Regions from separate parts of the Zea mays genome. Here all the other regions are linked to region 2. Evidence: chromatin contacts called from public Hi-C data. All regions are on one chromosome and are shown on one strand. Each heading gives the region's core, a stretch centred on a gene start, on an enhancer-like site or on the middle of the called end of the contact. The rest is flanking DNA. Distances are from core to core; before and after follow the strand shown. Region 1 holds the start of LOC103637691 (NAC domain-containing protein 86). Region 2 has its middle 130 kb from the start of LOC103637689. Region 3 holds the start of LOC103637689 (serine/threonine-protein kinase BSK2).

The links. Hi-C and Micro-C count contacts between places; a contact is called where the count stands out from the background.
Region 1: a contact with region 2 is called in a Hi-C map of bundle sheath, with 3 times the contacts expected there. The contact joins the promoter of LOC103637691 here to the enhancer-like site in region 2. A contact is called at or near these places in 5 of 25 Hi-C or Micro-C datasets (bundle sheath, endosperm, leaf and 1 more) and 1 of 3 datasets of contacts at active chromatin or transcription factors (leaf).
Region 3: a contact with region 2 is called in a Hi-C map of leaf, with 2.6 times the contacts expected there. The contact joins the promoter of LOC103637689 here to the enhancer-like site in region 2. A contact is called at or near these places in 11 of 25 Hi-C or Micro-C datasets (bundle sheath, ear, endosperm and 3 more).

The regions. Positions count from the first base shown.
Region 1 is chr1:99,498,068-99,501,673 of Zm-B73-REFERENCE-NAM-5.0, reverse strand. It overlaps LOC103637691 (NAC domain-containing protein 86), which reads right to left and starts at 1,631. Exons shown (of 5, transcript XM_008660334.4): 1 at 934-1,631; 2 at 425-702; 3 at 1-308. The coding sequence starts at 1,090.
Region 2 is chr1:99,329,722-99,333,355 of Zm-B73-REFERENCE-NAM-5.0, reverse strand. No RefSeq gene overlaps it. Among protein-coding and RNA genes, the nearest start is that of LOC103637689, 130 kb to the right of the region's middle. Within about 2 kb of position 2,120, at least 8 of the 20 cell types and tissues checked have an H3K27ac peak or open chromatin away from gene starts, as enhancers often do. A contact at or near this core is called in bundle sheath, endosperm, leaf and 1 more, where this site is marked.
Region 3 is chr1:99,198,218-99,201,695 of Zm-B73-REFERENCE-NAM-5.0, reverse strand. It overlaps LOC103637689 (serine/threonine-protein kinase BSK2), which reads right to left and starts at 2,045. Exons shown (of 10, transcript XM_008660327.3): 1 at 1,693-2,045; 2 at 1,324-1,580; 3 at 1,095-1,230; 4 at 654-787; 5 at 299-404. The coding sequence starts at 1,777.

The sequences.
Region 1 (3,606 bases), core at 382-2,881, 170 kb before region 2:
GGCGGCGGAGGCAGCGCGAGGGAGGGAAGGGCCGCGCTCGCGTCGTGCGCCAGCTGGAACGCGTTGCCGGGTTCAGGAGCCATGGCGCACGTTACAGCTCCCGCCGCGTCCAGCGTGGGACGAGTGGGGCTGGAGTTGGCGGGCGTGAACGGCGACGGCGACGACGACGCGCTTAGCTGCTCGCCGCTGGAGACCTCGCTCATCATGTGCCCTCTCGCGCTGCCGGCCGCTTTGGCCCTGCTCGCAGGCGGCGGCAGCAGCAGCCCGGCCTCGTGCCGCTTGATCACGCGGCACAGCGCGTAGGCGCCCTGCACACACGTACGTACGTGAGCAGCCGGCGGTCAGTTTAGCTAATTAGCTGAGCGATGAGCAGAAGAGAAGAGAATAGAATGATGGGACGAGTTGAAGGGGACGCAGCGCGTACGATGAAGTTGCACGCGCCGTGGACGAGGTCCTGGCAGAGGCGGTACTCGTGCATGACCCAGTCGGTGCGCTCGCCGCCTGGCGCGCGGCCGCGGTAGAAGACGAGCGTCTTGCGGAGGCCGTAGACGCCGCCGTCGCACGCCACGCGCCGGTCCTTGCCCGTCGCCTTCCAGTAGCCCGTCGCCGTGGCGCGGTTGGTGCGCGACCCGTTGGGGTACTTGCGATCGCGGGGGCAGAAGAAGAACCACTCCAGGTCGCGCTTCGGCAGGAACGACTTGTCTGCAACAATTAATTAACCAGTTACGTACGGAAATAATACAGTGATTCTCTGTTCTGAGCACCATGTTTCTTTTTTGTTGTTGTTGTTGAAAAGCCTATATATGCTGTTATCTGCGACCGGCCTAGCCTAGCTAGCTAGGGAGAAAAAGGGGAGAGAGCGAGATGCCCGGGCCGGGAGAGAAGAACGACAGGATATATAGGGTATACAGCTAGTAGCAAGTACACACACACCTGGTAGTTCCCATGGCTCGGACTTGTAGAGGTCGACGACGGGGATGACCTCGAGCTCGATCTTGAGGTTGTCCACCTTCCTCTTGAGGTAGTAGCTCACCAGCTCGTCGTCGGTGGGGTGGAAGCGGAACCCGGGCGGCAGGGTCATGGTGCCCATGGCCGGCAGCGGCAGGGGGAAGCAAATAAATGCTGCCGATCCAACACTACTACTACACTAGTAACCGAGAGATCGAATGTAAATGTCAACTCTGCCAAGCAAATATTTCAGGCAGCAGATGCGTATGTGTAGGCTGTGTGCTAGCTAGAGCGGCGGTTAGTAGATAGATCAGTGCGCGGCTGGCAATGGAAGAGGAGGAGGTTGAGGAGGGGATATCTGTTGAAGACGTGGAAGATCCAGAAATAGAAGCTCTTCCTAAGCAGCGCGCGGGGGATGACTATGACGACGACGAAGAAGAAGCCGATGGAGTCCAAGACCATTATCAGAGGGTCAGAGCCGCCTATAGCTAGCTAGATTAGTAAGTTACCAGCCAGCCAGCCAGCAAGATTATTAAGGTCTGGCGGGCCTCAAGAACAAACAATTGTTGAGGTCCAGCCGTCGAGGGAGAGAGGCTGCTTCAATAAGTTGCCTTGCCGATCAGGAACGGAGAGAGAGAGAGCAGCGGCAGGAGGGAGGAGGAGGAGAGGGTGTGAGAAGCCGCGGGGCGATGCCGTTTATATAGACACGGACGCGGACAGGGGAAACGGACACGGAAACTACAAACTACTAGTCTAAACTGGGAACTAGGGAAAGCGAGGGCGAGGTCGGCGGTCGTCCGCGCGAAGCAATTCCAAAGCCTACCTCTCGCGCCACCACCACCAGTCCACCACCACCCAGCCGCCGCGTGAAACCTTGTCACTGGACACACACACACGCAGCTCGCCAAAACCGCTGGCCGCCTTGCGATGACTGGCTGCTAACCAAAAGAGCGCGCAACGCGTGTCAAGCCCCTCTCGTGTGGTACGGTGCGTGCGTGCGCTCAGCTCAGTCCATTCGTCAGTGGGTACAGGTACATGCTAGCCACATGGTCGTCCGTGTTTCGTTCAGGTAGTCGTGCTTGCGAATCGACAGCTAGCTAAGGAGGGCTGGAGGAGCCCACACAAAGCAAAGCAAAGCAAAGCATGCGTGTTGTCTGTCCTGCACCTGCACCTGCACGTAGTTTCCATCTACGTACTGTGTCTGATCCTACTAATCTAGTAGAGGCGGCCGTTTATACCGTTCCGGGATCGGCTTCAGATCGGGGGCCCTTCTCCGCTTTTGCTGCGCGCGCGCGCGCGCTCTCCGGATTGTTGTGCCGCCTGGCCCAAAAGCGCGAATTTGTCTGTTCATATAAACTTTTTTGGTTTGTCCATATCATCCATGAGGTAGATGCTAGCTAGTAGTAGATCCGTGCTTAGCCCGTCGTTGCTGGATTTGGAGATGAGCCCGAGGATGGGATGAGTTTTCTTCACCGCCCAGTTTTTTTTAATTCTTATTACTCTCGCCTGTTTTCTCTTGGTTTTTACAGCTCATGTTCAGACAGGTGGCTGATCGACTTAACTTATTCCAGACGGGTCATGGCACGTTTTTGTATTTTAACTTATTTCCTTTTTATTTTAGCTTTTTTTTCAACAAAAAGAGTTACGTCTGCTGCCACGCCAGCCCACCTGTGCCTGCGGTGACCGGTGCTATAGGTCATGACGCCGATAAGTGTTATCTCGGCGCTATGATCTATGACGCTAAAAAAAATCATAAAACAACATTAAGTACTCTATAGGTCTAAACGTGAAAATTGTTCGGAAAAATAACTAAAATACAACAAAAAAATCTGGTCGCACCGTATCTTACTAACTACTCCCTCCAATCTTCAAATACTTGATGTTTAAGGGTTTTTTACTTTGAATGCAAAAAACTTGATGTTGAAGCATTTAGAGCTCATTTTGGACTAGTATATCCCTCAGACAGTTCGTTTTTCCATGCACAGTACGTACATGCATACATACATTAATTACCAGAAAAAGGCAAAAAGAGGAACCATGAGATTCACGCGAGCTGGCATTTCAATGCCTGCACCAACGCTGCAACCAACTAGGCAACCATCATTTTTAAGCAATCTAAATCTATTTATTAGGGATGTTGGATTAATGTGGACTTAACCCAAATTAATAGTTAATAATAGCCAATCCTAATAGTCTACTTTAATAAAATGGTGTACTAATAATTTAGTATTATATTGGAAGTTAAAGGGACAAATCAATCAACTTAAATATATGGACCATTGGTGTATCTATTAAGAAGTTAAAAAAAGGATGAAGTACTACAACACGCGTGCGGGCGCCGCCGTCGCCGTCGACCCGGCCGTGCCTGTGGTTCGTGGTAGATCGGACATTGGTCCGAATATTCCTTCCTAACTCTGAAAGGGAAATGTGCCCTTGAGCCATTTCTATAAATGTTTTGGTGATTAAATGTCCAACACATATTGTTTTGGTTGATATAAGCTAAGTGTCAAAGAAGATGAAAATAAAAAAGCAAGGTATGATTCTAACCTTAGTAAATTGTTTATGTTACTAACATTATTATACTAAGTGCTAGGAACCTTGTCAAAATAAGAGACATCGGATTGGAGAAGTTTGGCTAAGACCAGCTAGACTTGCACC
Region 2 (3,634 bases), core at 871-3,370:
GAAACATTCTCAAATTTTTATCATATGCTCTACATTTGATATCATGACATGTCGACAAGTTTCATGATTTTCTGACTTTGTTTGTGTTTTATATAATTTTTAAACAACTGGATGCAAGTTCACAGTCATGTTTAGTGAGCATGGTGCTCGAAAATTCCGATTTGCTCCTTAAATCGACCGTAACTTGTGTTAAATAACATGGATACCATTTTTGCATTCAAGGTTTTATATTTTTCGAGTGACTTGCAGTTCAAATCTGAATTATCTGAGGAAAATCAATTAAACGAACAAAATCTAATAGCTATAGCAAACACTTTTATAATTATACCAAAATTGAACCTGTAAGTCTACATAGTGTAGGAACATAGTAGACAAAGTTTGGTTGAGAAAAGAAAAAAAGAAAAAAATATTTTGTTGAGTGTCAGTCTGGAGACACTCGGCAAAGAAGCCTTCTTTGCCGAGTGCCAAAGGTCGGCGCTCGGCAAAGCTAATGGCCGTCAGATATAGACGGTGGTTGATAGCCCTTTGCCGAGCGTCTCTGTTCGCCGAGTGTTCGACACTCAACAAAATGGTCTTTGCCGAGTGTCTTTTTGTGACGAGAGTCCTGCTCTCAGTAAACGTGGTCGTTACCGAGAGTAGGATTTTGCCAAGTGCGGCTCTTGACAAAGATTTCTTTGCCGAGTAGCCGAGAAAAAGGACTACTCGGCACTCGCAAAAAGCCGGATTTCGATAATGTAAATTGGCTAATTATTCCTACAAGTCAACTCACCAACCAAGTATTTACTTGAAAATGAACATTGAAAATAACAATTAGAGAGAGAAAGTATCTTGCCAACAAAGTGGGAAGCATAGGGTCACCTCTGACCACCCAAGAAGGTGGAGACATCGTTAATGGCAGAGGTCGTGACGAGTAGCAGTGCCCGGTTAGAATTTGGAGTGAGGAAGGAGGCAGTGCCTAAGATCTGCCCGATGGCGACTAGCGAAGCATGGGTGAGCGACACGACACGAGCGGGTGAGGAAGTTCATAGGAAGGGAGAGAAGAGGGCATCTACGGGCCTGATTTCCTATTTTTTCATGTTGACGTAGGCAGGTTGGCGCGTAATGATCATGGCGCCCGAGTTGATGGCATGGCAGCCATATGCAAGCCAGAATAACACAACTTTTGGATCGTATGGCGTAAGAAGAGTAGAAACAGTGATCCAGTTTGGTCCTAAAGCACGTCGTGTCTTTATCGAACTGTACCAGATGGGTCGACCCAAGCCCGACCCATGCGTGTGGACCGTGATAAAAGGCCGATAGGCTAGAATTTAAGGCTAAGCCTATACCCATTTTCGGATCGTGCTAGCTCGGCCTATACCATCTTGTGCTTGGCCACCTTGAGCTCTTGTTTTTGAGCCGTGTACTAGCCGAAAAAAAAACCGACCATATTTCCAGCACAGCAGATGAGTGCTTGGCGCTGACCTACGACGCTGGCAGCCGTCACGCGAGACGAGATGACAGTGACACCGTTTTTGCTGTTTGGTCGCATTAGAGAGATTGGTGAGGTTAGACAGTTTATTTTTGAGAAGTAAAATTACTCTGATATTATTTTAAGAAATAGCTTTAAGAAATTTAAAAGTAAGACGTTCGATATGCAGGATTTTAGATTTGTGGGACATGGTCGGCAAGAGATTGGGTAATCCGGAAGCTAATAAAGTCGTCGCGCGCGCCGGCCGATGGCGATGTGTCGCAGAACGGATCGCCGTTCCTCGTTCAGCCGTTGAGGTAGGCATCGTCCGACGAAGCTGTGCCGTCGTACGTCCGCTTTCCAGCTGCAGAATGTTTACATTGCAGTGTCAGGCGGTCCACGACATGCATGCATGTCGTCCTCATTAGCAATATTACCAGCGATCTAGTCACCCCACCCGGCGCCGTGCCGTGTGACATCGTGTGGTTACAAACCAAAAGTAAACCAGCAACATTCTCCCTGACGCTGTCCCTGTCGTGCTCTGATCATTTTCGATGCTTTGGGCCAGCCTCTGATACGGCGATACTCACTTTTTGCTGAACGGTTATACAGTTGTTGTAAGTAGTGTGCATGGAACTGGAAGTAGTGCTCCACTCCAAGAGGGTGTACATGTTTCGCACGAGTTGTAGAACGACCCGCTGGCAGTGACAGGAGGCGAAGTGGCGATCAGAGAATGAAGGCGCGTCAGCTGGATAGAAGAATGTGCAGGCAAGTTGCGACAAGCAGTGGCGCATCCACCTGTTCACGTCGACATCGTCATGTATGTGGGCCCATCACCACTAAACCAAAGCGTTTTCTAACTTTCGTCCCGCCTGTATAGAGGTAGTGTTTGGTTACAAAGCCTACTTACACAACAACTATATTCTAGATTATAAAGATAGAGCGGCTCCATTCTATGTTAAGGGCATGTTTAGGAGAGTTTAAGGCCTTGTTTAGGTAGTATTTGGTTGAAGAGCCAAGTAGAACGGAGCCATTCTGTTCTAGTTTTGTCGCTGTTTGGTTACAAAGTAAATAGAACGGAATGGCTCCAATTAGGGAATATTCTCCTTAGATCCGGAACCATTCCGCTCCAAAAAAACAACCGGACGGAGCCGCTCCGTTCCCATCCCGCTCTCACAGTCACGCTCTGTTCCGTTCACTCTGCAACCAAACAAAAAACAGAGCCGCTCCGTTCCAGATTACCAAACACAGAACAGAGCGGCTCTGTTCCTAGAATCAAGGATAGAACGGCTTCGTTCTACTTAGCTCCTCAACCAAACACTACCTTAGGATAGCTCTAGCTCCAGAAAATTTGGTGAGGTTAGTGAAGTAGATCATTAGATGCTCCAGAAAATCATGGAGCTGGAGCTATAATTTGTTATTCTGGATAGCTCAAACCGAAGGTACATTTATAATTTGTTATTCTGGATATGGTAATGCAAATGAAAATAAGTTAATGATAATGTCTACATTATTTTTCGTATTTCATATATGAATTCTTCCTTATCATTTATTGTGCTTACGAAGATTTTTTCTTTCACAACCTTCGTCCGGAATTAATTATATCCGAAGGGACATAATGTCTTGAATGACGAAAGACTTTAATATTTAACACTTTTTATGTTGCCTTGTTCTTAACTCTTAGCATTTGAGAACAAGTCCCCAACATTGGCGCCCACCTCCGGTGAACTCACTTCCACTTTTTGAGTTTTGAACACCTTCGGCAAGCATAGACCTTCGTCATGCCGCCGAAGAAAGCTTCAGCAACAGGGGCTGTAGCTCTGCAACCACTGGATCCCAACTAGGAGACTCTCTCTCTTCGGGAGGCCCAAAGCCAGAAGAGGAAGGCCACCAGCCCAACGCCTCAGGAGGATGAATTGGATCAAGAGATCAGAGATATGGAGATGCTTCATCAACAGGTGCAGAGGAAGAAGGAAAAGATGGCTAGGCTAGCTGACCTGCAAAGGCAGATAGACGAAGCCTCTGAAGAAGTTCGTCATCTTACTCAAGATGAGCAGAACCGAAGGCCTCAGCACAGAGAGCTTCATCAGGAGGGCTTCTTCAACGAAGATGACTGGAATGAGAATTTCCATCATGGAAATTTTGCTTTTGATGATGCTTCTCCTCTGTCAGCAGAACTGCAGGCTA
Region 3 (3,478 bases), core at 796-3,295, 130 kb after region 2:
TAAACAGTAATAGTGTGAATAGTGTATTGTAAACTTAAACGAAACAATAGATGATAAACCTGAAAATAATTTACCGTGATCCAAAAGTATGTATTGAACAACAATCAGGAAACAAGAAGTTTTACAATTGTACTCTCAAGAGGCATACTAGCTCACAAAAGCTTTTAACTTAATCTAACTTTTACTGATTGGGCTTATAATTAGCTCAAATGATCTACACCAGGGTGCAAACAAGGGTATTGGCAAATCAAGAATGTAATAGTAAATTAGTAACACTTAAGCACAAAGGGGATCCTACCTGTTCGTAGAAACTCTGGTGGAGTGTAAGCCAGGTTAGTACTATAGCTTTTTCCATCACGGCTGTTCTTCATTAATCCAAAACTTGACAGGCGGGGATCACCTTCCTGATAGGGAATAGAAATCGGTTACAACAGGCGATGTATTCCTTAGGCAGCTACAATAATCAATTACAACAGGTAAAAAACCACATAGGCAACTACAGATGACAGTAAAATTTTCCAAAGTAAACTTTAAAGATTAAAAAATGGTTTTCACAGATGAAGAAAATGTAGTTACAATGAAAGAGCCAGAATTTTAAAAAATATATATATGTGCAGTAAAAACTAGAAGCTGTCAACAAACTTGTTGTGTACCTCATCAAAAAGTACTCTATAAGCATTCAAATCATGATAGATTTTCCTGTTCTCCAAATTGCAATGGTCGAGAGCTTGTGCAATAAAATATGCAACCCTCAGCCTCATTTCCCATGGTAAAGGCTGTTTATCCCCTGAACAAAAAGGCAGTGCACAACAGAGTCAATGAAGGGAGACAAGGTGGACAGGACGCACGCACCTAGTCCGGGCGAACCAGACTTTTGCATGATCTGCATAGGTCAAATGCAGCAATGGTGAAGGACACAAAGTGCATTAAGTCATTGTGTTAATGCAGAGGAGATTGAGATTCACGGTTGGTGTGATCCGCCCACGAGGATCATCATCGAGTACGTCACCATAGACGACAGAAAAAGGCTGGAGTAGTCCTGGCAGGTGGATAGGGAAGGACTGGGGGAGACCCGGAGAGCACCGAGCACGTACAGTGGAAGAGATGCTTCGACAGGGTGTCGTTGGGCATGTACTCAGCGACGAGCAGCCTCTCGTCACCCTCGGCGCAGCAGCCAATGAGGTTGACGAGGCGCTTGTGCCGCACCTTCCCCACGCCCACCGCATCCGCCTGCAGCAGCAGCAGCAGCACTGCATCACATTGCGAGATCCGTGCCGGGAGGAAATCACACGTAGCGAGCATTGAAGCAACACAAATCCATACGAGGAACTGCTGCGGGTCAGGCCAAGAGAGGCGCGAGAAGCGTTTGACGGCGATGAGCCGTCCGCCATCGAGGCGGCCGCGGTAGACGGCGTTGGGCGCCTTCTCGCCGCTCTCCGAGACGATGAGGTCGGCGCTGAAGCCCTTGGTGGCGGCGCGCAGCTCGGCCAGCGCGAACTCCCTGAACACCGGCACCGCGCGCTTCACGGCCTCCTTGTCGTCGCCGTCGCCTCCCCCGTCGGCGGCGCCGTTCGCCGCCTCTGCCATTCGATTGGACACAGCAAAGCAGACGCGAGCGCGTGCCGGTTAGATGGATTCGGTGGCCGGGCGTTAGGGTTTAAGCGGCAGCGGGGGAGGGGGCGTGACGGTTACCGGGATCTGCAGGCTTGTCGGCGGGGAGCGCGGCGGCGTCGTTGGGCGGCAGGGGCCCCGCCACCTTGGACTGGAAGCACCCCATGGGCGCGAATGGAGATCTAGGATGCTTAGCGAAGCAAGAGCGATATGGTCGGTGGGAATATGGGAGTGCGAGAGCGTGCGCTCAACTCGACTCCAGTCCAGCGCGGGGGAGTGTGGATTGTGGAATGGAGCAGCAGGAGTGAGCTCGTGAAGGTGCGAGGCAGGAGGCAAGGCTCCGAGAGAAGCGCGGCAGCACGCAGGGGTGGCCGGGTGGGTGGGGGATCCGGTAGGTGCGCCCGCAACAGTCAACACCGAGCATCCCCACCTCCAGTCTTTTTCTCTTTGTTTTAAAAAAAATAAAATACGAAACCCCTAAAATCTCGTGCTAGTACTAATACTTTTTTCTAAAAAAATATTTTTCGTATAATTTAAGGTGGTCTTTTCCTAGAATTGAAACCAAACAGTTCCCAAGAAAAATCAGAGAGGGTATGTAGTGTTTGTGTTTCAGAACAGAATGGAAAAAGGAGACCAAGGGACGCATGGCAATTCCATGCAGGCATGCAGCTTGGGCTCCTGTTCTGAGATGCAACGAGTTTGGTACGAATTTAACAGTCAAAGTAAGGTTGACAAGCTGTATATATTCCTGTTCGTATTTACTTCAGTCCTACAAATATATTCAGCTTTTTTAAAATACTCTTGTACTACGACAACTAAAAATTTATCTTCTCCACCACTTGCTTCAAGCCACCACCAAAACTCAAAAGTTGTTGTTTAGTTCATGGACGGTAACGTAAACTACAACGGTAATGATTCACAACGATAATAAATTTGAATAGGTTAATATTTATTTTTAAGGGGTGTTTGGTTGCTCCTGCTAAAGTTTAGCCCGGGTCACATCAAACATTTGACTTTTAAATAGGAGTATGAAATATAGAACCAACCAACTGGACTAGATTCGTCTCGTCTTTTAATCTTCGGCTGACAAATTAGTTTTATAATCTGACTACATTTAATACCCGGAACGGAGGTTCAAACATTCGATGGGACAAGGGCTAAATTTTAGCGGGGTGTAACCAAACACCCCCTTAATGTAGTATATAATTACAGTTAAAGTTTCAGACATGATTTAATATTTTCTTACCTATCATGTTACAATTACTGAACCAAAGATTTGATTCCAACGTAAAAGTGGAGGTGTGGAGACTGGAGAGCCTGACGCCTTGCCCAAGTCCCGATCCTGACTGGGCCTGCTGTCTTCTTTTTACTGGGGAGTAGTACGTATTGGCAGCAAGCAAAACAAGCAAGGCCTGCAACAAGGAGCGCACGAGCGAGCCGGCAGTAGCAGGGGCGCAGGCGCGCAGCAGCATCAAGCTAGAATGGTGATCGCCTCCATGACTACCTGCGTCCGGGTTCGCCAGCCAGCCACGAGTGACTGACGACTCAGCCATCGATGCCATGCGAGGGACCACAACCTCGCAACGTCGCTGTCGCAGGCTCGACACGTGGGCTTCCTGCAGCGCCGCGCTGTTCTCTGTTCCGCAGGCGCGCAGCCCCACCGTTGGCGACTTGGGCACTTGGCGTGCCGAGCCACTCATACACCGTACCAATTTAATAGGTCGAGCCACGACATAAATATATAGCAGGTCGGGTCGTGTCGTGTTTGTCCATAAACTAAAATCTGAGTTTAACTTATTTTAAACAAATCATGTTAACATGGTCGTTTCTGACTTTTTAGACGAAATCCGAATTAGAGGCCTCATCC